4 separate regions of the Mus musculus genome follow, and regions 1, 2 and 4 are each linked to region 3. A link is a contact called in public HiChIP or PLAC-seq data. All regions are on one chromosome and are shown on one strand. Each heading gives the region's core, a stretch centred on a gene start, on an enhancer-like site or on the middle of the called end of the contact. The rest is flanking DNA. Distances are from core to core; before and after follow the strand shown. Region 1 holds the start of Smim38 (small integral membrane protein 38). Region 2 holds the start of Ppfia1 (protein tyrosine phosphatase, receptor type, f polypeptide (PTPRF), interacting protein (liprin), alpha 1). Region 3 holds the start of Fgf4 (fibroblast growth factor 4). Region 4 holds the start of Cttn (cortactin).

What was found. HiChIP or PLAC-seq counts read pairs in DNA pulled down with a chosen protein or histone mark.
Region 1: a contact with region 3 is called in an H3K27ac HiChIP or PLAC-seq map of embryonic stem cells, with 11 read pairs. The contact joins the promoter of Smim38 here to the promoter of Fgf4 in region 3. A contact is called at or near these places in 1 of 39 promoter capture datasets (pre-B cells), 1 of 115 datasets of contacts at active chromatin or transcription factors (embryonic stem cells) and 1 of 9 other capture datasets (liver).
Region 2: a contact with region 3 is called in an H3K4me3 HiChIP or PLAC-seq map of embryonic stem cells, with 16 read pairs. The contact joins the promoter of Ppfia1 here to the promoter of Fgf4 in region 3. A contact is called at or near these places in 2 of 39 promoter capture datasets (cranial neural crest and hippocampal neurons), 1 of 484 Hi-C or Micro-C datasets (embryonic stem cells) and 4 of 115 datasets of contacts at active chromatin or transcription factors (embryonic basal ganglia and embryonic stem cells).
Region 4: a contact with region 3 is called in an H3K4me3 HiChIP or PLAC-seq map of embryonic stem cells, with 6 times the contacts expected there. The contact joins the promoter of Cttn here to the promoter of Fgf4 in region 3. A contact is called at or near these places in 2 of 115 datasets of contacts at active chromatin or transcription factors (bone marrow-derived macrophages and embryonic stem cells) and 1 of 9 other capture datasets (liver).

What each region holds. Positions count from the first base shown.
Region 1 is chr7:145,205,096-145,212,203 of GRCm38.p6, reverse strand. It overlaps Smim38 (small integral membrane protein 38), which reads left to right and starts at 4,085. Exons shown (of 3, transcript NM_001369202.1): 1 at 4,085-4,178; 2 at 5,199-5,275; 3 at 5,623-6,381. The coding sequence starts at 6,196. The coding sequence ends at 6,351. It also overlaps a transcript of Tpcn2 not described here. RefSeq lists an enhancer at 4,508-7,108.
Region 2 is chr7:144,548,954-144,555,735 of GRCm38.p6, reverse strand. Ppfia1 (protein tyrosine phosphatase, receptor type, f polypeptide (PTPRF), interacting protein (liprin), alpha 1) reads left to right here and starts at 2,007. Exons shown (of 32, transcript NM_001195086.1): 1 at 2,007-2,217; 2 at 3,203-3,466. The coding sequence starts at 3,203. It also overlaps the pseudogene Gm35626.
Region 3 is chr7:144,858,839-144,866,335 of GRCm38.p6, reverse strand. It overlaps Fgf4 (fibroblast growth factor 4), which reads right to left and starts at 4,950. Exons shown (of 3, transcript NM_010202.6): 1 at 4,504-4,950; 2 at 4,001-4,104; 3 at 1,091-3,571. The coding sequence starts at 4,831. The coding sequence ends at 3,395. RefSeq lists enhancers at 1,923-1,944, 1,790-2,064, 2,291-2,296, 2,052-2,401, 1,649-2,477 and promoters at 4,947-5,384, 4,947-7,069.
Region 4 is chr7:144,466,800-144,473,269 of GRCm38.p6, reverse strand. It overlaps Cttn (cortactin), which reads left to right and starts at 2,335. Exons shown (of 18, transcript NM_007803.5): 1 at 2,335-2,581.

The DNA of each region.
Region 1 (7,108 bases), core at 2,836-5,335, 350 kb before region 3:
TTGGGAGAGCTACATAGGTCCTTAGATTTTCAGAAAGCTTGCCTCTCCTTAGGGATGGTGGCCACTTTGCAGAAATGTCCCTAAAAACATGACTTGGTCTATATGTTAGATGCAAATGGACCATTAACAGTTCTGGTATGGAGTGAGTTCTAGGAGGGGAGATCACTATCCAGCCCCACCCCACTCCACTCCGGGGACTGTAGGGTGGGACTGTAGGTTGAGAGGAAAAATACCAAGGGAGGCTGTTAGGAACTCTGACAAGGGAAGCTGAATAAATTACGCTCTTTTGCACGCCCTAATCCGGTGTTGTGATGGCTTCTGGGACATGGCTAATTTATTTGGAATTTCATTCTGGGCTGACTGCGGCCTGCAGGCTGTTTGATCACCAGGCAGAGTTACACACCGGCTTTCACTGGCTGCGAGGAGGCCTCACCAGGCTCTGCCTGCAGCGGCCTTTTCAGAGGGCTGCCCCTCCTTAGGACACAAGCCCCTCGCTGACCTAGCCCTCCAGCTCTCCACCTCCCCACTCATCCCCGACAGCAGCAGCGGCGGTGTTAATCTGCCTTTGTGGTGCAGGAAGAAAGATTTATTTTTGCCTGTCTGGGGGTCTCAAGCATAGAGGAGCAATCTGCTTTGAAAAGCATGTCCTGTTGATTTCAGGGGCACTTTTTTCTCTTTCTTTCTTCCTTTCTTTCTTTCTTTCTTTCTTTCTTTCTTTCTTTCTTTCTTTCTTTCTTTCTTTCTTTCTTTCTTTCTTTCTTTCTTTCTTTCTTTCTTCCTTCCTTCCTTCCTTCCTTCCTTCCTTTCTTTCTTTCTTTCTTTCTCTCTTTCTCTCTCTCTCTCTCTCCCTCTCTCTCTCTTTCTCTCTTTCTCTCTTTCTCTCTCTCTCTCTCTCTCCCTCTCTCTTTCTCTCTTTCTCTCTTTCTCTCTCTCTCTCTCTCCCTCTCTCTCTCTCTCTCTTTCCCAAGTCAGGGTCTCATGTAGCCCAGGCTGCCAATTTCCTAGGTAATACAGGCTGGCATTGAGCTTCTGATTCTCCTGCCTCAGTTTCCCTGTTGCTGACATTATAAGGTGCCCACTGCTACCATGGCTGCCCCACCTCTATTTTCATGTGCGTGTATGCGGTGTGTGTGTGAGTGTGTGTAGGCTTGCATGTGTGGTACATGTATGTGCATGTATGTTGAGAAGTATTCTCTGGCCCTCTTCCATCTTAGTCAATGAGACAGGAAAGTCTTTCAGGCAAACTGAGATTGACAATAGGGGGGTGTTGCAGACAGACCACCACACCCACCTACACTGTGTCTCCTGCTTGTGAGGCAAGTGCCTTAGCCACTCTGCCACATTCCTTTGGGTTTTTGATACTGATTTCTGTTTGATACTGTAGCTCAGATTGGCCTTGAACTTATGACCTGCTCTACCTCCCTAGTTCTTGTTTTATGGGCATGAACATGCACTAGCAGGCCCCACTGTGGCTAGAGTTTGGGGTTAGGGTTCTAAGGGAAGACGTAGGCTGGCCACGGAGTTTTCATTGATTGGGAGGGTTTCTCGCTGCCTAGGCTCCACCTTGGAAACAGTTTACAGTTTCCTCTTTTGTAATCCACACACTTCTGCAAGGCTCTCTCCGTCTCTTCCCACTCTTGCTCTCTTGCCCTCATTCAGCTTGAGTGTCTGGTCTTGGCAAAAAAGGTAAAAGTAATGATTTTGGAGACAGGAGCTAGAAAAGATGCTAGAACAAAAATACAGAATTTCATAGATCAGACGAAACAACAAAGAGATAACAGTAAAATTTAGAAACAGATTCTAAAAGATATTTACTAAAATTAGTAAATCAAAATAAGGTAGATGCTACAATATCAAAATTACAACATAAAGAAAAATTAAAATTGTGGAAGCTAGGCCTAGAACAGAAGATATGGAAATTTATAGAGCGGAATGAACAATATAGAGAGAAATTTAAGACTTGGCAACACAGGTTAGAGGAAACACTAGAACTAAAGGCACAGAAATTTATAGGTCATGATAAGCAACAGAGAGAGGAAAATAAAGTTTGAAGACAGGAGCTGGAGAAGATGCTAGAATAAAGGATTCAAGAGCTCACAGGTCAGACTGAGAGCCAGGGAGAAAATAATGAGGATTGGAAGCAAGGCTTGGAGGAGAATCTTTTAAAATCAATCAATCAATCAATCAATCAATCAATCAATCAATCAAAATAAAATAAATATCACAATATCAGAATTACAATATAGAAAAAAATTAAAATGTGGAAGCAGAACCTTGAAGAGAGGATACAGGAACTCATGGAATAGGATAAAAGACAAAAGAAGAGATAGCCACGATAGAACAAACCACATGGCCAAAAACCCCCACAAATAACAAGAAGTCTTATAACTAGGGAATAAGTTAGTATAGTGTTAGATCTGCTCAATCTAGTCTTAAAACATATAAGTTGCATAGTTTTTATATGGGCTTATTGGGGTTGGAAGTTCCAGCAACAACAGGTTGGGAAGATGGCTCAGCCATGAAATGCTTTGGCTGCTCTCTCAGAGGACCCAGATTCCAGTCCCAACACCCACATGATGGCTCACAACTGTCTATGACTCCAGTTTCAGGGGAATTAATGTCCTCTTGGGTACTGTGGGCACTGCACACACATAGTGCACAGACATACATGCAGGCAAAAACACCCATAAATATAGTTTAAAACAAATGTTGAGAAGAAATGCCAGTAACAGTAGTTACTGACACTGGCTGGGAAGGCCTACTCTTAGCCCAGCTCAAGGCAGCACAGTTTGGCAGAATCAGGTCTAATGCAATGTGGGTTTCCTTTAACCTGCCCTGGAGGCCTCGGACCACATGAAACCAGGGGACATGTGAGAGTCATGATATAGACATGGGAGACTTCAGAGGCTGTAGGGGCCAGGATATAAAGGAAGTGAGCACTGGGCTGGGGAGACAGTTTGGTTGATTGGTTGGTTGGTAAAGAGCTGGCAACACAAGAGTAAGGACTCAAGTTTTATCCTTAGAACCTGTGCAAAAAAGCCAAGTATAGTGACACACTCTTATGATCCCAGCTCTGGGGACATGGAGTCAGAAAGATCACAAGCTCACTGCCACAGTTGGCAGGAGCTGGAACCCCCTCTGCTTTTCACACCAGCCTTCCACTGGCCTCACTAGTGACTGGACTTATACCTGGCAAATATCAGGGAACAGTGAGCAAGGACCTGTCCCTGTCACTTCAATGCTTGAACATGTAGGTGTAGGAAGTCACTGTGGATTCTTCAAGCCTTGAAGATAGCCAGAGTCCCCTGATCTGTTCTCTGTGACAAGGGACAAGAGCCTTCATGACTGAACTCTGAATACCATAGCAAACACTACTTATCTCTGGGTCTTTCATGTTGCTTTGAGCTGTGTCCAATAGCAGGTGATTCTGGATGTGGTGGTCCAAGAGGTCGGTGAGAAATCTAGGAAACAGGAAGGTGGGGATGGAGGAAGCCATAAAAAGAGGGTTGACTTTTGGCCTTCTCCACCCAATTTGGGGATGTCTGGTGGCTGTGTACCCTTGAGTTAGTCCAGGGGACCAAGAGCCCATCTATTGTATGGTCAAGGTTTGGTAAAAATTTGCCCAGGGGACAGTTCCTGTGGTCCCAATACCGAGGCTGGCGAGACCCTAGTGGACCAGGAAGAGCACAGACCATGCTCATCATCAGTTGTGGGTGACTCAGAGAGTCCCTTTTACCACAGTGGAGAGCACCCTGGTGTCCTCCAGGCAGAGAAGCTGTGTCTTTACTGTCTCCATCTGTGTCTTGCTTCTTCCTATGCTTTCTCCATCCTCCCTGACTTCATCCTCCAGCATCCCACTGACCTCCTCTGCTAGGAGCAGCTAGGAGGGCCAACACTTGCTTCCCTGAAGGACACACGGCAGACTTTATGCTTGCTGACTCCCAGAGGCATATGAGCAGGAAGGGTCAGGCCTCCTTGACCCCAGAGTCTCCTGTGTCTTGATGCCATGTGACCTGGGACAATATTGACTTTCCCTATCTGATGGTGTGCTTGATAAACACAGAGCTTTGTTCAAGGCCACCTTGGCTCCACCAGTAATAGGCCCGAGCTGGTGGCCATGCTCAAGTCAGACAGCTTCGGCTTCCAAGAAAGCCTCACCCGGAGATGTGGCCTCTCAGGTGAGTGAAATGCTGGCTAAGGTAAGCCCTTGGCTTCTTCCCTTCCCAAGAGCATGGTGGCATCCATTGGGGGACTCTCACCCCAGATTCACTTGGGTTCCTTTGGTAAGTGAGCAAAGCCTTCTGTCTGAGACATTCCAGAAACCCCTGAGGAGGAAATGTTTGGTGTAATTTCTGGTTAGGCCTGGCTCCTAATTTCTAGATCCTCACTTACATTTGGAGCGTTAGAAAAGCAAACCCAGGAATGTTTCAAGAATGTTGTCCTGAGTGCTGGACTGGGTGGCCTGGCACTGCAGAGTGGGAGACAACCTCGGTCAGTCCCAGGGATGTACCAACTGCAGCGTGAGAGGCGGAGGGTGGACACAGGGAACTTACATACCTCTGGCACACTTGGCGTTAGTGTTGTGGAATCCTCAAATTGGCACCATTCTCAAAATCTCCACTTCCCATTCTATGATGTGCTGCCTGCCAGTCCTTTGTGTTTGTCGTTATTTGAAATCTTCTAGAAAGGCTATACAGGGTGAATACTCTTAATGCCATGAAGGAAAGAGTTCAGAAATAGAGAGAGGCGACCAGTGATAGGCTACAATTCTCCACGTGGAAGGCCCCCTTGCATGTCTCATGGCTTGTTGGACTGCTTCCGGGTGAGACAACTTGGGCTGAAAGTCCAGGAAGGACCCTGTGGCCAAGTATTCTTACTTCTCCCAGTGCCCCTGGCTGCAGGTGAGGTCCTGCTTAGTGGGACACAGGGTTGGCATTAGAAGTAGGGGAGAGCAAGCCAGTTTTTTCTTCATCTAAGGAGACCTCAGCTGTGAGGGGCCAGACTGGGGACAGGGTCCGGGCCAGAGTAGCTCACACAGGGGGACAGAGTCCTCACATGCGTGTGGTCACACGTGTATGTATGAGCACATGTAACTGGCAGACAGATGCTGTTTTTCTGGAAAATTCTGGAGGTGTGTCCTCAGAGCGGCTGCTCTAAGGGTGCTGGGCCTATTTAAGTATTCTCTCTTTGTCTTTCAGAGCAGGGGGCTCTGACCTCATTTCCCAGAGAGGAACCTGAGGTCTAAGGAAGTGAGCATCTTCCTCACCGACACTCAGTGAGTCCCAGGCTAATCAGCCAACAGCCCTGCGTGGGAAGCTGGAAGTGGGTTATAGGGGTTCCTTCCCATAAACCTCCTATGGAGCTGGGGTAGGTGGTGCTCAGCCCATCTCTAGAGGTTGCCCTCCCGGGGTTGTGAGAGGGAGATTAAACCCACTCCTCCAGGTTCCAGACCCTTTCTGGGGCGGTCTGTGTTGACTACCCCCATGCTACTACAGGCTGGGGCAGCCTTAGGGACTCAGCGCACAGCCTGTGTGCTAATTGAGCCATGTCTGGGGTCGCCTCTGGGCTCCAGCCGACTGTTCCCCCCCTCTCTGTGCCTCTCTCCTCTTTTCAATCGCACAGTCTCCCTGCCGCCCTCCCTGCTGGGCCGGGCCTCCCTGCAAGCCTCGTGGCCCCTGCTCGGTGCGGGCCTGCTGCTGCTGCTGTACAGCCCGCCCAGCCTCGGACCGTGCTGGCCTCCAGAAGTGATAGCTAATTGGGGAGAGAAAGGGCTCGATTGTCTGCGGCAGCCGGAAAGGCCTGGAGGAGGCGGCCGCTTCGCCCTGCAGCTGCCGCCGGGAGATGTTTGGGGATTACGTCAGCCTGGCAGGCAGGGGCCGCGGGGACAGCACGGGAGGCGGGCTCCCGCAGGCCTCCCGCGGCCAGGGCCTCTGGACAATGCTGCCATTGTCGGTGCACGGAGTGCTTAGCTCCCCATGAATGGTACACGGGCCTCTTGACCAAGGAGGCCGCCTATAGCCCCAACTGTCCTCCTCACAGGCGGGGAGGCCCAGTGCGGTGGGAAGGACTGGCTGTGGACTGCACGGATCTGTCCTTCAGAAGGGGCCACCGGCAGGCAGGCAGGCAGGGCTGAGATCAGGCTCCAGCGAGGCTGCTGCTACTGCTATACCCTGCATGGTGGCCTCCCTCCTCAGTATGGCCTCCTGGCTGGGGGACACTGCTGGCTCTGACCCACTCATGGTGCTCCTGGTTGTCATTCTCCTGGTACGCTTCATACTGTGGTCCTGTCTGGGGACCTATATGGACTATAGGCTGGCCCGGCCTCATCCTGGCAAACCCAAGGAAGAGTAAGCCAAGGGGCACAATAAAGACCCAATCTAGAAGGTTGTGTGCTGTGGCTCTATCATCCTTCTGTGGGTTGGCAGGAGGTAGTGGGACACCCACCTGTCATCAGTCAAGTGCCACAGACACCCTCCTGCAGCACACTGTTACTCTCCCTTGCCACAACCCTCCACACCTGCCCCCTAGATCCCCTAGGTTGGGCTAACCTCCCTAGCCTTCACCAGCCAGGCAGGTGCATGATCCTCATGTCCTATCCAGTGTGCTGAAACCAGAGAGCAGTAGAAGAGACAAGATTCCGAGAATCCCAGCAAGCACCTGCTCAGACTAGTTGGGACTATCCCTACACGGGAGTGTTTGCACACCCACAGGCTGTCAAAGCGACCATTGTTACCAGGTTCTAGACCCCCATGACAGTGTGTGCCCTAGGAAATATCTGGCTCTCCCCTATCTCTAATTCTTTGTAAGAGGCTGGGGTTGTAAGGTGAGGCCACAAGGACAGCCATGATCATTGCTCCCAAGGCAAGTGCTGTCATGGATCTCCAATGTCCTAACCGGTCACTGGACACAGACAGCTGCCTCAGTTTCCCTGAGAAGACCTTAGGGTAGGTCTCTAGATGGTCTCATGAGCTGGAGTTCAAGCCCAGTTCTTTGGCTCTGAGATCTCTCTGCCTATCGGAGCCTCAGTTTCCTGCCTTGTTGTCATGAGATGAACCTATGCGATTGGTGATATGGCTTTAAAGATTTTGTTTTGAAGACTCACCTGGGG
Region 2 (6,782 bases), core at 758-3,257, 310 kb after region 3:
ACATGTATGTTGTAGTATACACATGTGTAGACATACACAGACACAGAGACATGGACAAATGGGATTAAAAAAACTAAACCACTGTGAGTGTTAGCCATGTCTCTGCGATCCAGAGGGACAATGGTCCTGTAGCTTCTGTTCTTCACATCCATCTCTGCTGATTTATGGTCTGCAAGAATAGGTGCCAATCAGCGGGAGCTGGGATTTCCACAGGCAGAAAGCTGGGGAAGAGCTCTGAGCATTAGGGACCAGCAGGATGACATCTCTCTGCGGATACACCTCCCCATTCACACATCTTGCAAAGCATGCACTGTTGCTAAGGGTGGTTACACCTCCCCATTCACACATCTTGCAAAGCATGCACTGCTTGCTAAGGGCAGCTCAGCTTCTTAGCTTGTGGTGAAACTTGCTGGAGAAGCATTGTTTTCTTTAGCTTTCTGCCATGCCAGCTTCATACATGTGCTGACTGTGGAAGAGGACCCAGTACAGTATGCCCTGTTGAGCTGTGTTTGGTCCTGGATCAGTTTCTTAGGAGATGGCTGTATTGGCAGGAACCTCTGGGGAGACATGAGCATTTTGTTTTTGTTTTTGTTTTTGTTTTTTGAGACAGGGTTTCTCTATATAGCCTTGGCTGTCCTGGAACTCACTTTGAAGACCAGGCTGGCCTCGAACACAGAAATCCGCCTGCCTCTGCCTCCCCAGTGCTGAGATTAAAGGCGTGCGCCACCACGTCTGGCTTGAGCATTTCCTCAAATCCAAACCTGAGATCAAGGCAACTGAGAACTTGTGTGCAGTGGCTGATAGTCCTTAAAGACTTTGCTGCTTCTATTTACATTCTGACTTGTTTTGTGGAAAAAGGTCTCATTATATAGATCGGGCAAAACTCAGAGATCTGCCTGCCTGCCTCTGCTTTCTGAGTGCTAGGATTTCAGGTGGGCACTATTGTGCTTGGTTATACTTGTAACTTGACTTTGTAATTAATTACTGACTTCTTGAAACAGGAATCTGCCCATGTAACCCTGACTGTCCTGGCTCTCTATGTAGCCTATACTAGTCGACAGTATTCTTGCCTTGGCCTTTGGAAAGTTTTATTGGCTTTTCAGTTATGGTTGATGATCATTTTGCTTTGGTTTCTGGACTATTTTATTGGCGTTAATTAAAAAAAAAAGTTTTAAAACAAGGTCTCAGTATGTACTCCTGGCTGTCCTGAAACTCACTATGTAGACAAGGCTAGCTTGAACCCAGAGATCTGCCTGGGTGCTGGGAATAAAGGCGTGTAGCACCAAGGCCAGCTAGCTTTTTATTTTTACGTGGAGTCTGGGAAATGGAACTTAGGTTCTAATACTTGCAAGAGTGACTGAGCCCTTACATTTTGTTGTTGTTGTGTGTGCGCGTGTGAATGTGAGCACATGTATGCACCCACACGATACATGTGTGCAGGTCAGAGGACAACATTCAGGACTATGTAGGTTCCGAGGATCTACTGCAGGTCTTCTGGGTCCTAGGGTTCGAACTCAGTCGTCAGGGTTGATGGCAGTAGCCTTTGTTTGTATTTTACAGGCAGAGTCTCCACCTTGCTGTAATTCTCCTGCCTCAGACTTCTGAAGGGTAGGCATAGAGGTAGAAGGTACCTTGCCCGACCTGTCAGCACTTTCCGGTTTTGCAGGTGGTCCGGCGGGACTCCCCAGAGGTCTTGGGTTTTGAGGGGGGGGGCGAGTGCTCAGGTGACGTCGGCGTTTGGGTGACGTCAACACACACACACTGGCGTGAGAGCACGGAAGCAGGACTGCGAGCTGCGCACACCTGCCAGAGATCTTTACCGGTGTTTCCACGGTCGCCCTGTCTCCGCAGGGGGTTGGCCTGCCGGGGGCGGGGCTAAAGCGAGGACTAGCCAATTGGATCTCCCGATAGACCGCCCGCCCACTACCGCGGATCTAGCGCATGCGCACGGCCCCGCGGCCAACCTCTCCCGCGGGGGGCGGTGCTGACGCTCGCGCCGACGCGCCGGACGTCGGGCACGTTGACGCCGGCGACGCGCCGGGCCCGGTTCTCTGCGCTCGCTAGTGTCCCGCGGCGGCGGGCCGGCCTTCGTGACGAGCGGGGCGGCGGGCCCGGGGGCCGGGCGAGGACGCAGCCGCGGGGCTGCGTGGGTCGGCCCGCAGCCGGCCGCCGCCCGAAGGCCGCTTCATAGCCCCGGAGCCGCGCCCGCCGGCCAAGGTGAGGGCGGGTGGAGCGGGCCGCGCTGGGTGGCGGGCCAGGGTCGGTGGGGCCGGGTCGGCAGGGTCAGTGTGCGGGGGTCAGCAGAGCCAGCAGAGTTGCGGCTAGCCTGGCAAAACGGGTTGATAGCAGTTAGGTCCGAGTTCGCTTAGACTGGCCAGAGTAAGTGAGGTTGGGGGCAGTGAGGCTGTGGGGTCAGCTGAGCCAGGCCGGGGCAGCGGGTGCTGCTCAGATGCACCTGCAGCGCCTTCTGCTTCATCCTCCACCCTGTGCCCTGACAGCATGCAATCTCTAGTTCCATCTCACCTTTTCCTCCTCCTCCTCCTTTTTTTTTTTTTTTTAACCTAGCCCTGTTGTCCCGACTTCCTAGATTCCCAGTGTGGGTATATTTTCTCTTTCTGTTCTTTTCCCCTGTCTTTGACTGTGAACTTATGTAAGTTGGGTTGGCTGACCAACCGTTACACAGCAGCAGGCCTTTGCTAAACACTTCTGTCCAGACTTTAAAAAGCCAATCCAGTTGCTTTTTCCGCTGATCACCAAATATCCAGCCCCACAAGTCAGGGTGCCTGCTAGTCCTTCCCAGGAGCTGACTGCACACATTCCTGGAGGATGCTTGGGTCCATAGTGCTGGTGTTTTGTCAGTTTCCAGTCTTCTTCTGTGGTTGAGGGACTGTTTGGAATCTCTCTTCCTGAGGAAACTGTCTTCAGCTGTTAAATGTGGATTTTAAACAGACCCCCACTGGTTGGAGGTGAGCATCCCAGCTCCTCTTGCTCCCAGGACTGTCTCCCCCAATCTGCTCATTATATTGACCTGTGCATGCTACTTCCCAGAGTGTGTGCATCCAGAGTGGATGATCGTCACGGATAGCTCTGGGGCTGTCAGCCTTTTTCTCATTAGCCACAGGTGGTGCTCAGAAAGCTGCAGGTTTGTGGAAACTCTTGTTCTGCACCTACTGATTGTGGTCTGTACCGTTCCTTTTTCAAGATGATGTGCGAGGTGATGCCGACCATTAGTGAAGCAGAAGGCCCTCCAGGAGGAGGTGGGAGCCATGGGTCAGGCTCCCCTTCACAGCCAGATGCTGATTCGCATTTTGAGCAGCTCATGGTTTCCATGTTGGAAGAACGGGACCGCCTTCTGGACACACTAAGAGAGACACAAGAAACACTGGCATTAACCCAGGGGAAGTTGCATGAAGTTGGTCATGAAAGAGATTCTTTGCAGAGGCAGCTCAATACTGCACTTCCACAGGTATGCCCATCAAACTGAAATCAAGGAAGGTTTCTGCCTTTAAATGTCTGCAGGACTGTCTTGTTAGTGTATTAGCTTGCTGGCTGCTTTGTGTAACCACTTGGGAAGTGATGGTTCTGATGTTTTCTGAGCACTGGTAAAATTCTCAGGAATTCAATTTAGGGGAAAAAATGGGGATCCACCAAAGCCATGTGACCACACCACTCCACTGTCATACCTCTTTGGGAAACTGCCTAGATTTAGGAAAGCACTTAAATGTTTTTGACAGGGGGCTATGAAGCAGTTGAGCTGTGTTGAGTGTCCCATTCTGTCTTAAACTTGTCCTTGTCTGCTGTGGATCTGTGAGGAGTGGATCTCAGGGTTTTTTTATCTTATCCCTGGTTTATGTCTTGTGGACTTCCAATTTCCTAGGGAAATCTTGTGGATAAATAGAACTCATTTCATGGGAAAAATTTATACAGGCTTTCTCCAGAACATCTGTGAGCTGTAACTAAACTTTGTTTCAGGGGAGAAAGGATTGAAAATTGAATCCTGAGGCTCCTCTTCCCAGGCAGATGAGACTTTCAGAGCTTGAAATACCTACTGTGTCCTTAGTATCACATTTAGATTGGTATGCTAGAGCCTCCTCTTTTGGAGTTAAGTGGTATAGGAAGGAGAAGGCAGTATAGCCAGCAAAGCCCAAGGTGAGAGGCAGGCATGTGGAGCAGGGGTTGCTTAGATTCCTGCTGACAGCCCACTTTACTGGTTCATGATGGGCGTCTCCTTGGTGCTCAAGGAATCTGCACTTACGCTCTTGTGGTGTGTCTGCAGATATCAGTTAGCAAGTCAGTAATGAGTGCCTTGATGCATCTCTCAGCTGTAAAGTCAGTTCTATGAGATGGGACTAAATGTTTGAATGTCCTTTTTAGAAACAGTAATTTGGTGTTAGTGTTGTGTGCTGAGGGGTTTTGTTTGGTGACTAGAGAGTTGTCTTTTCTTCCTGGAGTCTTAGGAATGAGCAGGTTAATTAGGTCAGATTCCGTTGCCTCATACTCAAGAGGCTTTCAGGAGGTCATGAGTCCTACTTGCTCTACTCTACACTTGGGTTTGTTGCAGCTCAACTCTGCATCAGTGGCTGGTCAACATTGAGGTTTTTGGAAAGAACAGGCACAGGGGAGGCAGAGCTGGTGGGTGTTGTGGGTAGTGAGTTTCAGGCAGTGAGAACTGTCTCACCTGTTGCTAGGTTGTGCTGGCTTGCTGCTCTGCAGTGCCTCATCAAATGTAGGACATGCTTGTGTCCACAGTTACATCATATCTGACCCGAGTCTAGTGTCACAGAGTAAACTTGTTCTAGATAATTCACTTCCTGGAATCAGGGTCCTCTGGTAGCTAAAAATGTGACCAGATGGGCATGTATGTTCAGTCAGTGTACTTACATTGGAGCATGCATGAGGACTGCACAGGCCACAAGTGTGTGCCTCAGCCAGCTCTCCAGTTAATGCTTGGGGAGCTTGGATCAAGGTATGGATAGGACCATGCCTCCTGTGAAAACTCTCCTGCTTCCTGCCATCAGTGACTGTCCTCCATTCTAATGTGGTCCAGCTCTTCACTACTGGTTCCTTTGCGCATGCTTGACTTTCTATAGGAAATCTGTATGTTTTGTCTTTTCACCATTCCCTGGACTTGTGAGATCCACCTTTACTTGCCCTGCAGCACTTGTGTAGATGGGCCCTGCCTGTTCCTTCTGCAGTCAGGACCCCTGAGGCTGACCCTGGTCCTAATCTTCCTAGGATACTTTTGCATTTGGGAGGTGCAGAACTAGCTGTGTGTGTTTCTGTTGGAGTGTTCTAAGGAGTGGAATTGTAGTGGACACCAGCCTCAGGAGTTGCTGCCAAAAGTGGTTGTGGTGACAGTTGGTACAACCACATGGTCACCCTCAGTATGAGGAACTGTTGTTATGTGCTGTAGAGCTCCAGGTGGAGAGATGGCTTCTTGACTGCAGCCACCTGCAGAGAAGTGTGCAGCAGCTTCTCTGCAGGTACATGAGGGAGCGCCGAGCAAGCTTTTAGTTCTTGTTTGTTGATTGGATTGTCTATTTCTAATTTGAAGGTTTTTTCTTTAAGATTTCTTTCTTTATTTAATATGAATACAGTAGTCTATCTACATGTAAGCTTGCAGGCCAGAAGAGGGCACCAGATCTCATTGTGGATGGTTAATGAACCACCATATATATGGTTGCTGGGAATTGAACTCCAGACCTCTGGAAGAGCAGCTAGTGCTCTAAACCTCTGAGCCATCTCTCCACCCCCTGATTTGAAGTTCTTTATACATTCTCTGTACATATATGTATAGAAGATTTGTTTGTTTGTTTGTTTGGTTGATTTTAAGACATGGTTTCTCTACATAGCTCTGGCTGTCCTCAAACTCCCTTTGTAAACCAGGCTGGCCCCAAACTTACAAAGATCTACCTGCTTCTGCCTTCTAAGTGCTGAGATTAAGGTGTGCACAACCACACCTCAGTAGAAGTTTAAAAAAATTTTTTTTAAAGATTTATTTATTATTATGTGTAATAGTCTGTAGCTGTCTTCAGACACAGCAGAAGAGGGCATTACATCTCATTACGGATGGTTGTGAGCCACCATGTGGTTGCTGGGATTTGAACTAGGACCTTCAGAAGAGCAGTCAGTGCTCTTAATCGCTGAGCCATCTCTTCAGCCTGAAGTTTTAAATTTTAATGTAACTCAATTGATTGATCTTGGTTCCTCCCACCCTCCAAGAATATTTAGTTTTGGTTGTGAGCCTAGCCATTAACTGCTGAGCCATCTTTCTAGCCCAAGAATATTTAATGTAGAGGCTGGAGAGTTGGCTCAGTGATTAAGAGCACTTGCTGACATTCTAGAGGACCTAAGTTTAATTCCCAGCACCCATATGGCAACTCATCACTTTCTATCTCACACCTTCCTTTGGCCTCTAATGACACTAGGCACATAGGTACATAGCTATACATGCAGGCGAAACATCCATACACATGTGTAATTAATGTGTATTAATCCATACACATATGTAGGCCAGGCTGGTGGTATATATCTTTAATTCCAGCACCCAGGTGAATCTCTGTGAGATTGAGGCCAGCCTAGTCTATATAGTAAGTTCTAGGCTAGCTAGGGCTACAGAGTGAACTGTCTTTAAAAATAAAAAATCAAATCCCCACCAAACCCAAAGTAATATTTATTGTGTCCTCATCAGCTAGTCTTGACTTGAGCTAGGGTGTGTCTCAGTGGTAGAAAGCTCTTCTGCTCCAGTGGTATCTTTGCCATCTTTACACAAATGACTGGAT
Region 3 (7,497 bases), core at 3,701-6,200:
CAGACTCCTGTACCAGTCCCTTGGGGTACTATAATTGAGTGGCTTAAGGCCTGGGTGTGTGGAGTTAACCTGAAGGCTGGAAGTCTAAATGGACCAAGTGGATTGAGTGGAGTCTGACCTATGCCTGGCCTCCTTTGCATGGGGATATGTCATAAGTGGCTTGCCCTAGTTCCTTGCTGGCCCCAAACTCACAATGTATTGGAGGGTCCCCTTGAATTCAGGATCCTCTGCTTTTGCCTCCCAGATGCTGGGATTACAGGTATGCCACAGCCTGTTTATGGGATGCTGGAACCCAAGGCAAGGCTCCTGTTTGCTGGGCAAGTGCTTGGTGCCTCCTGAGCCACATCTCTAACCCCTACTTGCTTCTTGGTTTTTTTCCCCCCCTAAGACAGGATTTCTCTGAATTAGCCCTGGAACTAACTCATTCTATAGACCAGGCTGGTCTCAAACTCAGAGATCCTCCTGCCCGAGTGCTGAAGATAAAGGTGTTTCATCACCAGAAGCCTACTACTTGGGGTAAAAGATAGTGTCTCATACTCTAGTGGGCTAGAATTCCATCTTAAAAGCAAAGGGCAAAACAAACCCAAAAATCTAAACACATTCTCATACAAGCTATAAATATATAAGAACAATTAAGACCAAATTTCAACCAGATGTAGTAGTACAAACCCATAATCTTAAGAGTTTAAGAGGATGAAGCAGGGACAGAAACTTTATAAAATAATCAACCTGTGATCTGGTATCTTTGATGACTTATATGATTTCATATCTTCACTGAGAGCAGTTGGCTGAAGTCAAACATATGTGTTGACTGTGCTCCTCCTGGCCAGCTTCTGCCTCATTGTGCTTCATGGGGTAAGTATTCACCGTGTGGACACAGACCCTTACACCCGGGTTAGTGACTGAGTGGGCAGCCACAGAACCCCACTGAGGGGAGACACAGGATGCGGTAAAACTTTGTGATATACCTTTGCCTCTGGGACTATTTTCCAAGCCACATTTGTGTGTGCACACAGCTGGCTAAAACTAGTTTCCTTGCTCCCACTCTGCTCAGCTGCAAATAGAAAAAAGACAAAGCAGACACAGGTGCTTGCAGACACGTTTGTCATTTTAATATCTCTCCCAATCATTCCCATCAGTCCATGGGGCTGTCTATACATGATTGAATGCTTCTCTTTGGATGGAGCATCCAGTGTGCATAGCACATACTATCTCTGGGTCGACACCTGTAGTAACTACAGACCGACTCGGTAACAGTGGCAGATACAGAGCAGAAACATCAAACCCATTCTGGTAACAAAATTCCAAAGATACAGTCTTGTCCCTGGGCGCAGGAAAGGGAGCTAGCTGGCTGAAGAAACAGGTAATAGGTGTCAGGTAGGACCACAGCCTGCCTGAAGCAACATAGCTGCAGAGAATCCCATCAGAACAGGGCAGGTGCCTTCTACCTGTAGTCTCAACACTTGGGCTCAAGCAGTAGGCCAGCCTTGGCTACAGAGTAAGACCCCACATTTCCTCCCCCACAAAAAAGAGGGAGGCCTATCTCTGTGGAGTGGCCTGGCAGGCACTTGATTTCAATTCCCAGCACCTAAGGAGTGGGCGTGGTGGGCAATGCCTGTAACCTTAGCACTAGGAAATGGGGCAAGAGGATCAGAAATTCAAGGTCATCTTTAGTGACATAGCAAGTTCAGGTACAGCCTGGGCTATGAGACCGTCTTTTAGAAAATAACAAGAAGAAAAGACATTTCAACTGTCTTCTCCCCAACACTCTTGGAGCCTAGGGCCTGGATTTAAAAAACACAAAATCTTATTGTCCTGTGAGCCACCAGACAGAAAGGAAGTTTGGGAGGAGCTCCCACCTCAGCTTTGGGGTGTGGCTTCTTCCATCTTGGGCTGTGGTACAGAATAGTATTTTAAGTATCCCATTAGCATCCAAACAAAGAGTTTTCTAAAGGAATGTGAAAGACAAAAAAAAAAAATGCCAATGAGATTTTCCAGTCTTGCTGTCTGTAGCCTCCCATAAAGTTAATTCGGGAGGTTGCTCAGAAGTCTCCCAGCAGAGTCTTAACATCTTGGGGAGAAGCATTCCCTGAAGCGAGCTAAGGTCATTTTGTATAAACTCCAAAGTCATTCATTAAAATTAATTGTTCTCCCTCACCTCAGCCCTTTTTTTTAAATGCCACCGACCCTGCTCTTCCATTTTGGTCTCAGTGACAGGGGTTACATTCGTAAAATATATAAAGAAAAATATAAGGGTTACTTGACTTGGTGACCATATAGTGCACTCCGACAGCTGGTCGTGCATATTTTCACCATGAATACCCCTTACTAAAAGTAAATCATTGGGTAAAGATAGCTGGAACGTGACAAGGGTCCAGATACTACATGTGGAAGAGAAGCAGGCAGATGCACCCAGCAGAGCCTCCAGCTTAGTCACCAGGGTCTCAGGAACTCTGAGGTAGATGGGGATAGAATTCCTTCACCTTGGGGCAGCACCGGAATTCGGACTCCTGCAGTCTGCCTGCATAAAGGCTGCCTGGGGTGGGAAAGGGCAGCTCACCCTTAAATTATGGAGTTCCAGCACAAAGCTTCCCATATTCAGGGAAGCCTGTTTTTCTCAGTTTGATTCTTGCAAAATACATTGTTATATCCCAACAAATCATCCTCTATCACAAAACAGAATTTCATCCCCAGAGTTTTGAGTTGTGGCGAGCGCACACACCCTCTTGTCCATTCCTAGTTCCTCTCCAGAAAAGCAAAGTTCCAGTGGCTACAAGCAACGTGCCCTGTTGGCCAGTCCAAAAATGGCAAACAGGAGTTTATAAAGTTGTCTAAGGGTCTCCTATCCGGTAGGTCCAAGAAGATGATTGACTGCAAGAGAGTTCAAAGATCAGTCTTGGAGATCTAAAAACAGAGGCGGGAGGACTTCTGTCCCTGGAGTAAACCGATCCGACAGGGTTCATACCAAAGGAAGCAGAGGGAGCGGCGACGGCAGAATGCTCCCGATCGGGAACGCTCAGGGTCCTTCTCACTGCCTCAGAGGTCCCAGGCAGGCCTTTCCAGTTACAGGCCAGGCACCCTTGGAAACTGATGTCACCAAGTTTTAGAGGCACACATGAAACAGCATCACACCCATATCTTTGATAGTGAAGAAAGAAGTCTGTTCCGCTATTCCAAAGAGGTCTGAGCTGCAATTTGTTTGTTCTTTTGGTCATATCCCCCCCCCCGAAAATGAGAATACATAAAATTATAAATAATTGGGCGTCCATATATACATATTTAAATAATTTAAATATCTTAGACCAGTTTTTTTGCAAACAATTCTCCATCGAGAGAAAGTGCTCCTCCTGAGGGGTAGGGTGTGCTTCCGAGGCTGAGGCAGGGCTCCGGAGGGTCACAGTCTAGGAAGGAAGTGGGTTACCTTCATGGTAGGCGACACTCGGTTCCCCTTCTTGGTCCGCCCGTTCTTACTGAGGGCCATGAACATACCGGGGTACGCGTAGGATTCGTAGGCGTTGTAGTTGTTGGGCAGAAGTATTTCTTTGAATTTACACTCGTCGGTAAAGAAAGGCTGGGAAAGAGGGTACTGGGTGAGCCAGGGACCTGCCGCAATCGGGACCCAAGAGATCTTTCTTAGGTAGGCGGAGTGTCAAAACTGTCCCAGATTTCGAAGAGGTGATAAGTCCACGCTAGGCATAGCTAGCTCACCTGCTTTGCCCCTATCAACTTAATATCTCCTGCTGGAGTACCCCTCTCCCCGCCCCACCCGCCCCAATCAGTAAGTACCTCACTCAGGAGGAAATTGGATGGGGTAGTTCCCTTGGTCTAGAAACCCAGCCTGGCTCTGGCTACTTTGACTGAAAACGTGAGACCTGGCAATCCTACTGCCAGTCCTCTGTGACCAACACACAAGTGTATGTGTGGGGTGAAGGGTTTACAATCCCGCTAGTCTTGCACACTGTATCGAGCAGGTGGCCCAGCCAGACCCGCTGGCACTCACCACACCGAAGAGCTTGCCCCTGCTGCTCATGGCCACGAAGAACCGGCTGGCCACTCCGAAGATGCTCACCACGCCTCGCTGCACCGGAGAGAGCTCCAGAAGACCTGGGGAGGCGGGGGTTGGGGGGGAGGGATCGCAGGTCAGAAAAGCCTAGGTGACCCTGGACCCACACAGACCCTCCGACTCTAAGCCTCTTGGGATCTCGATGCTGGGGTGAAAAGCCCAGGGTCCCCAAAGCAAGCTTTAAGAGCTCATCTCCTGTCTACCGGTGGCCCTCAAGTCCAGCCTCAGTCTGGGCGCTTGTCCCGGGCTCCCGTGGGTGCGGGCGGGTGAAGGCGATGGAATTCCGCACCGAGAGACCAGGCTTCCGAAGGCGGGAGGCGGGGCTCGGCCGCCGGGTGCGCTCTCAGTCCTGGAGCCCAAGGGGTGGGAGCTCGACTCTACTCAGCCCCCGAGACTACTACTGCCCGGGACCCTATCCCCTCGGCGCGCCCAGAACTCACTGTCCCTCGTGTCTGCGTGCACACCACCGATGCGGCCGTCGGGCAGCACCTGCAGGTGGAATCCGATGCCCACGTTGCAGTAGAGCCGCCGAAGCCTTTTGAGGCCCAGCAGGTAGTCCCCTGCGCCGCTGCGGACCGCCGCCTGCGGGGGCTGCGCGGCCACCGGCAGGCGTGCCAGCGAGCGGGCCACCAAGCCGTCCCAGCCGTGCCCCAATTCTGCGTGCCGCGTGCCGTTGGGTGCGGCGGTCCCTCGGTCCGCCAGGGCCACCACCAGGGCCAGCAGGACCCTGGGCAGCAGCGTCCCTGTGGTCGGCCCGCGTTTCGCCATCCCGGCCCGCGGGCCGTGCGTGAGTTCGAGCTGCGGGCCGTGAGTTCGGTGAGTGCTGCGCACAGACCTAAGTAGCGAGAGCAAATAGGGACGCAACGGTGGCGGGATAGTCCCCGCGCGCCCAGCCCTCCGGAGCAGTGGTATATATAGCCGGCGCCCCCTCCTACTCGCCTGCCCCGCGGGGCGTCGGTCGCCTGGGAGCCGGGGCGCAGGCCGCCTGCCAATCACCGCCGGGGGAGGAGGCGCGGGCCTGGCGGTGGCTACTGTCACCTGGAGAGACCCCAACCCCTTACTCTTGGCTCCGCCCCGCACTCGAACCTGTTGATCCCGCCCCTTGGCTCTCTGCTCCCCAGGGCATCTCCTGTGCTCCTTCCTTGCGGGACACTTGGTGAACCGCCAGAACCTTTCTGCTGCGCCAAGGACTGGCTTGAGCTGACGGTGGGAGGCAAGTCACACTGTGGCTTGGCTATCAGGGTGTAACTCTAAGGGAGCCGGGAGGTAGGGCACGATCGGAGGGAGGGAGGCAAGGCTTGGTCTGGCCCCAGAGGCTTGGAAATTTAAGGGTCTTCCAGGTGATGGGAAGTCTAAACTACGGAGTGGGTGCTTCTAAGAGAACTCAGGTTGAGGACATTCAGGGACAGCAGAGACCCGCACTTTCCTCCTAGGTAACCCAAGGCAAGGACAGAAAGCTGGCAAGACATTGGGCATCAGTTCCCCAGAGATTTTCAAGTGTGGAGGCCAGAACTTCCCAACCCAGGAGCATGTCAAACTCTAAGGATCTGGAAGGGTCCCTTCCCCCACCAGCACCCCCACACCCAACTGTGGCCATTCTGGCCTGATGGGGGTGAACTGGGCAGAACCCTGGTACTGTTCTCCTAGGTGTGAATGTCCCTGTTCTGTGGTATCTGAGGAACCTGGAGCCAGCAGGTGACCTGGCCACTGATGGAGGAGCCGAAGAGCCTGCTGCACCCCCTCACCGAGGAATCAGTAATTTGGACCAGAGCTTCTGGGAGCTGTGGCTTCCTTCTGCCAAACCTCTGTCATTGGGCTTGCACCAATCATTCCTGGTCCTACTCAGAACACCAACGGAAATGCAGCCAGGTCCTGAGACCTAGAGGAGACACTTGAGCATCTATCTATCCCTTAGTGGGGATTACACCATGTCTCCAAATCCCTTAATGAGGCATTCTGATGCACCTGGCAGCCTGGGATAACCGCATCCTCCAGTGGCAGGTAGAGCTGCTGCTGGCCTTGCTTGCTAGGGAGCAAAGTCAGCTGTGCACAGGCTCCCACGAACACGTGTGCGCACGCACACACGCGCGCGCGCGCGCACACACACACACACACACACACACTCATGGATGTACACACATAAGCATGCATACACACACCCTGCTGAGAAACATCCCTTCCTGTAACAGGGTTCCCTAGATCCCCTGCTGTGTCACTGGAGGAGGGCTGCAGGCCTTAGTCTGGGCACTCCTGGGTGTTCCTTTCTGGGGCTGGGCCCAGGCTGGATCAGATCTAGATCATTGCCCTGGTGGTAGGCAGGTCCCCCCACCCCAACTCAATTTGGGAGTGCATCCCTGACTCTGTGACTGCAGAAGGAGCTGCTGGCCACCACACCCTGTGGGTGCTCTTGACAGTGGTTAGTAGTCAGGAGGACCAAGGTTGGGCACTATCATCAAACTGCTTTGGGGCCTGCTTTTTGCTCCAGGCTGTGGCTCCAGAACCTCCAGCTTCCGGCTCCTCCAAGTTCAGAAGTGTTGGGGAGAATATGAGAGCACGGGTGAGGATAGGGCTCTCCGGGACTAACCCCAGTCTGCCACCAGACCCCGACCTCATGCCTGTCCAGTTTCCAGCCCTTTCCCTGCAGGGAAGATCCAGAGATCTTTTGGCTCAGGACTCCTCCACCTTAGGCTGCCCTAGGACCTCAGTCTCCCCAAGCCTGTGAGCCTTCACTCACTCCACTTGCAGCCAATTCACACCTTTAAAGGATCTTATTGTGGCTGGGCAGTGGTGGCACACGCCTTTAATCCCATCACTAAGGAGGCAGAGGCAGGTGTATCTCTGAATTTGAGGCTGGCCTGAGTTCCAAGTCAGCCTGGGCTACAAAATAAGATCCTGTCTCAAAATGAAAAACAACAACGCCGGGCAGTGGTGGCGCACACCTTTAATCCCAGCACTTGGGAGGCAGAGGGAGGCGGATTTCTGAGTTCAAGGCCAGCCTGGTCTAGAAACTCTTGTCTCAAAAACACCAAAAAAAAAAAAAAAAAAAAAAAAAAAAAGAAAGAAAGAAAGAAAGAAAGAAAGAAAGAAAGAAAGAAAGAAAGAAAGAAAGAAAGAAAAACAACCCAAACAAAAGTCTTCATTTGCCAGGCCATGGTGGCATACTAATCCCAATACTCTGGAAGCAAGGATAGGAGGATCTCTGAGTTCAAGTCCAGCCTGGTCTACAGATTCAGTTCCAGGATAGCCAGGGCTACACAGACCAAAACAATAAAACAAGGCTCCATTTATTATCTGCCCCTCCCCCTGCTGAAATTGTCACCATCACAGTGCGATCACAGATCTGGGTCTTTCTCAGTTCTTGCCTCCAGGGCTTGGAACACAGTAAGTGTTAAATGATGCTTGTGGACCAGTGGCTACTGGCTAAGACTGGCTTG
Region 4 (6,470 bases), core at 1,086-3,585, 390 kb after region 3:
TACCATCAACAAAACCAGTCTTACCCCCTCCAGCAGCTATCAACTGCCAATAGCTCCTGAGCTAGTGGTGGGAGCCCCATCCCCAGTCCATTCTGGGATGTTGATTGGCTTAATCTTGTGCCAGCAACTACAGCTGTTAGGAGTTCTTGAGTACAGCAGTTCTGCTGTGGCCAGAAAACACTGTTCACTTGTTCTTCTGACCTCAGGCTTTTGTGAATATTATGGGGGCAAATTATTCATTAGTTGATGGATCTTAATTGACTTTGAGTCTAGAATATAGCAGCACTTTGTTGAGTCAGTAGTTCTTTGGAGCTGAGGGGAGAAGGCTGTGTTGTTTGTTTGGTGGTAGTTTTGAGGTACACCCCAGTGAATAGTTTGAAGAAACCAAGACACACAGTGGGCTACTTATTTTACTAGCATTGAACTCAGGTTGTCAGGCTTGGTGGCAGGCACCTTTACCCACTGAGCCATCTCACTGACCTGCACCTCTGATTCTAAGCTGTTCCCATGTGAGAGTTACAGCAAGAGGGGGGTCCTTGTGTGATTTGGAAGTTACTGATTTTCTAGCTGCTACCTCTTCTCAGAAGGGTAAACAAATCTCTGGTTTGGAGGTGAGTTCTCAACTATGGTGCTCAGGCAAAAGCCATCTTCCTGTCTCAGGTGCCCCATCACAGGGACTCAGGCACACACCACTGTCCCTGGTTCAAGAATAGAGCTTGGCTTTTCAGCTTGGGTACGTGGAACTTAGCTTAAGTGACTGACCCCACTTGTTGGGCACGGTTTAGGTACTTAGTATAAAATGATGCCTGTAGTTTTTATTTAACAAAACACTTGAGACCATGGTTTTACTAAAACAACAAGAACAACAACAACTACCCTATGCTAGGAGATGGCTGGGTGTTTGCTCTGCAGGCATGAGGGACTGAGTGTGATCCTCAGAACCAATGAGAGGATGGTGGGTGGAGTGGTGCACATTTGCAATCCCCTCAGCAGAGAAGCAAAGACAGGAGGATCTCTGGGGCCTGCTGACCAGCCAGCTTAGCCTAGTGGATGAACTGCAGGCCAGAGAGATCCTGTCTCAAGCAGTGAGTGGCCTTCCTGAGGAAGATGCCAGAATGTGTCCTTGGACCTCTGTATGTGTGCTCATGCAGTTGAATGCACACTTACATGTGAATTGTGCACACACACATGGGAACATTCTCCTCTGACACCTGACATCTCTTTTTCCTTCCTGATCTATTCATAAATTTTGACAGTTTAGCCTTTTGTTTTCTGCCTTGTGGTGCTAAGGTTGGTACCAGGGCCCTGTACATACTAGACAGGCACTCTACCACTGAATTACATCCCTAACCTCCCTCTTTCATCTCCTTTCTCCTCCTCCTCCTTCTGGAGAGGGGGGCAGGAGAGACAGAATCCCTCACTTGGCTGATCAGGACCAGACTGGCCTCTAAGTGATCCACTTGGCCGCTGCCTTATTAGCTAGCTTTGTTATACAGTCCAGGACACCTGTCTAGGGATGGACCACAGTGGGTTGGCCCTCCTGTATCAAGACAATCATGCCCACAGAATAACCTAAATAAGACAAGTACACATTTGAGATTTTTTTAAAAAAAAATGTGATTCTAGGCTGTTTCAAGTTGACAGTTAATGTCAACTAGGACAGATAGATGAGTGGATGGATAGATAAGTAGATGGATGGTTGACACATGGGTGTATAGGTGACATGTTGGTTAGTTTTTGTCAACTTGACACTAGAGTAATCTTGGAAGAGGAAACCTCAGTTGATGAATTGCCATCAGACTGGCCTGTAGGCTAGTCTGTGGGGGCATTTTCTTGGTTACTGATTGATTCAGAAGGGCCCAACCCACCGTTGTGGGTTGCCACCCTTACACTGGTAGACCTGGGATGTGAAAGAAAGGCTGAGCAAGCCAGTATGCAGCACTCCTTCATAGTCTCTGTTTCAGTTCCTGCCCTGCCTGAGTTCCTGTTCTAACTTCCTTCCCTCAGTGATGGACTATAATTTATGAGCCAAATAAGCAGTTTTCTCCCCAAGCTGTATTTGATCAGTTCTTTTTGTTTTGTTTTGTTTTGTTTGTTTTTCGAGACAGGGTTCAGTTTTTTGATCACAATAGGAAGCAGATAGATGGAAGAATGGATGAACAGATGTATGGCTAGATGAGTGGGTGTATGGGTAGATGGGCAGAAGGACAGATTGGTGGATTGGTGGGTAGAAGATTGACAGGGGAGTGAATGATGCTGTGTAGATCCATGCGTGGGTAGAGAGTTGCAGGGTGGATACATGGTTGGAAGCTGGGTTGAGGGTGAATGTGTGTTGGACAGGGCTTGACGGGTGTTTCTAAATCGGATCTCCGCAGCTGACTGGCGGCCGAGCTGCCTATGAGTCCTGGAACTGTGTATCCTGCTTTCTTGATCAGCTAACAGGAATACGGGGCGGGGACGGCCTGGAATAGGGCGGGATCTTGCGTGGCCCCGGATGCGGCCCCGCCTCCGCGGAACCGGAAGTGAGCGGGCACAGGGAGCGGCGGGGCGCGGCGGGAGCCTGGTGGACCCTGCTGGTGCGGTGAGCGGGGGATGGGCGTCCTAGAGAGCTGCTGGGGGACAGGAAGGGTGTGGGATGATGAGTTGTCAGGGTGCCGGGCCTGGACGGGAGGTTGGGGTACAGGGTCTGGACTGGGCCCAGGTGATCCGAGTGCGGGGCAGGGTCGGGGCCCAGGGGTGCAGGGCCAGGATCTGTTGGTCGAGGCCTCGGAGTGTAGGGCTGGGACCCCTGAGTCAGGATTCCAGGCCAAAACCCGGTGTTCGCGGTGTGGGGCCGGGATTGTGACTTGGGGTGTGTGGCTGGGGTCGGGCGTCGGGACCCGGGCTGCAGGGCTAGGATCGGGGGTTGGAGTGCAGTGCTAGGAGGGGGAACCGGGGTGCAGAGTCAAGGCCAAGGGTTCGCGGTGTGGGTCCGAAATCGGGGGGTTGGGGTTGTGGTGTGGCGCTGGGATTCGGGATTCGGGGTGTAGGGCCAGGATTGGAGGCTCAAAGTCCCGGGTCGCAGGGTCTGGATGGGGACGTCGGAGCCCCGGGTATTGGGCAAGGATCGGAGGTTTCGGACACCAATGCTGAGCCGTTCATCCCGTCATTTGTGGAGTAGCTAGGGGTGCACAGCCGGTCTGGCTCTGAGGGGGCGGGCCCTAGGACACAGGCCCTAGGAATTTTGGACATAAAGAAAGGGGTGGGGTTTCAGAGCAGGAACCCAGGATGAAGTGCTAAGTCGGTTTGGGGTGTTCTAGGTCAGAGTGCATAATTATGGGTCTGTGGTAGTCAGAGTACCAGAACCTGGGAAAAGAATGTAGACCTGAGGCCTGGGAGATGCTGGTGGGGGTAAGGGGACTTTGCTTCTAGAATCTAGTGGAATGATGAGGGCCTGGGGGAAGCTGGTGGGCCTGGGGAGCCTGGGGTTCCAGAACCCAGTGGAATTATGAGGGTCCAAGGACCTGTAGGAAGTTGGTAAGGCTGAGCAGCCGGGTTCCAGCATTGGTCTCTAGTCCTCAGGACTGGGCTGAGAGGCCAACATCTGAGGAAAGGCCTGGGCACCTGAGGGAAATTTGCAATGGGGTCAATGGAAATCCAAGCGCCTAGCTTGCTTCCTGGAGCTAAGGAGCCTGGAATCCAGCCGCCCCTCCTCCTGGGTGTGTGCCCAGTCACTGCAGAGGTGTTTGGGCCTGGTATGTTCCTTTGTTTCCTCTTGGTCCGTGTGAGGGATGGGGACTTGTGGCCAGGGAGAAGGAATTCCCTGTTGTGCCCAGTGAAGCAAGCAGAGGCTTTAGCCCTTCCTAGTGGTTTGCCCTGGCTGCACTGCCTGGGCCTTGCCAGTAAGTAGCCCAAGCTCCAGTAAGTCCTCACCACCCAGTAGACCCTCACAGTCAGAACTTACAGCCCACCCCCCACCCCCCTCCCCCAGCGTCCACCAGGGGTCAGGCCTCTGCTGGCTCACCCAGAGTGAGTCACCAGTTCAGGCCCTGAGTCAACACTGCTTCTCTGTTTGACTGAGAAGGTTGTCACCAGAAGTTTGAAGGAGGGAGAAGCAGCTTTTGTGGGAGCTTCAGATGTAGAAGAGTGCAGAGGTGGGGTTGAAGAACTGATTGTGGTACTAGGTCTCCAGAGCACCCTGGGCCTTGCTAGACAGCTTCTCCACCCAACTTTAGCCCTGGCCCTAGAGCTGACCTTTAATTGAGGGCTTATGACAGTTATGCCTTTAACACCTTGTAAAATGCCAGGGAATTTAATTGGCCCTTCAGACTTTGACCTGTTAGTCGGGAAGGCACCTGGCATAACTCCGCACCGTCCTGAGCATCCTTACCTCCTTGTGCCCCTGGTCTTTGTCCTGGGCATGGTCGTGTCTGCCTACCAGCTTGTCTCTTAATGGAGTCCTGGGCAGGCTAGCCTACTCCGTCTGTGCACTGGCCTCCATAGGCATGGGGTGGGGGTTGCCCTTTCCATAACAACTCCTGACCCAGCCACCTTTGCTCCGCTGCGCTATAGGTATCAGGTTCAGGGCCTCAAGATGGTGGATTCCTCCATCCTGTGACTAGGTCCTCTCTGACTGAGCTTCGTGCTGGCTGTGTGGGGCTGAGTGGCTTTCTCTGTCCCCGTCTGATTTCTATCAGCTTTATTGATATTTCACCCTACACGTGATCACCCGATTGAAGGGTTCAGTGGTTATCGATGTATTCAGAGTTGTACAGCCATCACCACAAACAGTTTTGGCCTTCTCAGAGATCTACATAGAATGTGCATGCCCATGGTCCCAGTGGCTGGGAATGCTGAAGCAGAGGACCTTAAGACCAAGGAGTTCTGGCCAGCCTAGGAACAAACCTGGAGTCTGTCTGTCTGTATGTGTCTCTCTTTCTACTCCTCCCTCCCACTCCCTTTTTGGTGGTGGTTGGGATGCATTTGAGACGGATCTCTATAGCTTTGATTAACCGGAAACTCACTACGTACACCAGCATGCCCCCTACACTTGCAGCCATCCTCCTGCCTCCTGAGTGTTGGGATTATAGGCTGTGGGCACACACTATCAAGCTGGGCCGCTCTGCTCTGTCCTTTAGAAAAGAACGAAACTGGATATCTTAGCCTCGAATTTCCCCTGATTAGCTCTCCTCTCAGCCCTCCTCCCACATTGCCAGCACCCCCCACATCCCATTTGCTGGGGATCAAGTACAGAGCCTCGAACACACAAAGCTTGTATTCCACCCATGAGCTCCAGCCCTGCCTTTTTCCTCCGTTTCCTTTTTTGTTTGTTTTGAGATGAGATCCTTCCATTGAGCTCCTATGTTTAAGTGTCATTCCCCCAGTCCCCTATCACTGTGCCTGGCATCTTTGTTATTAAACAGGTTAGCTATCTTTTTAACTAATGATTAGTAAGTGCTCTTTATATATTCGGAATCCATTATTTGAAAACCATTCTTCTTCCACAGGTCATCCTGTCACGTGTTTGCTTCTTGGCAGGGTCTCATTCTGTAGTCCAGGCTAGCCTCAAACTCTACAGCCTCCACCTCAGCGCCCTGAGTGCTGGGTTCTAGTTTATATGCTGCCATACAGGTTCTTGTTGGTTTTCTGGTGGTTATCTTTTGAGGAACCAAAAAACATTTGAGCATTTAGATGAGAAGGCTCAGTGGGCAAAGGACACTTGCCACTGAGCCTGACACCTTGAGTTCAGTCCCTGGGACATATGTGGCAGGAAAGATTCAGGCTATCTATCCTCCGACTTCCATAAGCACACCACAGCACACTTGTTGCTCCACAGACCCATACATGGACACAAACAGACACATCCATACACATAGACACATAAAGGCAGACAGAAAGACATACACAGAGTACTTCCCAGTGTGTTTATTCTGTTTTTATATCCTTGTGTTCTTTTTTTTTTTTTTTTTTTTTTTTTTTGGTTTTTCGAGACAGGGTTTCTCTGTAGCCCTGGCTGTCCTGGAACTCACTCTGTAGCCCAGGCTGGCCTTGAACTCTGCCTCCCAAGTGCTGGGATTAAAGGCATGCGCCACCACGCCCGGCTGTATATATATCCTTGTGTTCTTAACATAACATCTGAGATGTTATCAGCAAATTGCAGTCAGAAGCATTCATGTTCATTTCAGTCCTTTGGTGTGTGAGAGATGGGTACAGGGGCCTTATTTAGATCCCAGATTACACAGACTTATTTTTCAGTTGGTTGTTTTCGTGGTTCTGAAGTTGAGAACATTGAGCATACAGCTAGGGACATGGCTGGGTTGCAGAGTGTTTGTGGAGTAAGACCCCGGTCTCAACCCCAGCATTGCTGCTCACTGGCTCCATATCTGGCTTTCCACATGGATTCTGGGATCAAGTGCAGGTCATGAGGCTTGTGCAGCAAGCACTTGTATCTGCTGAGCCATCTCCCAGCCCTGATGAATGGGCTGTGACTA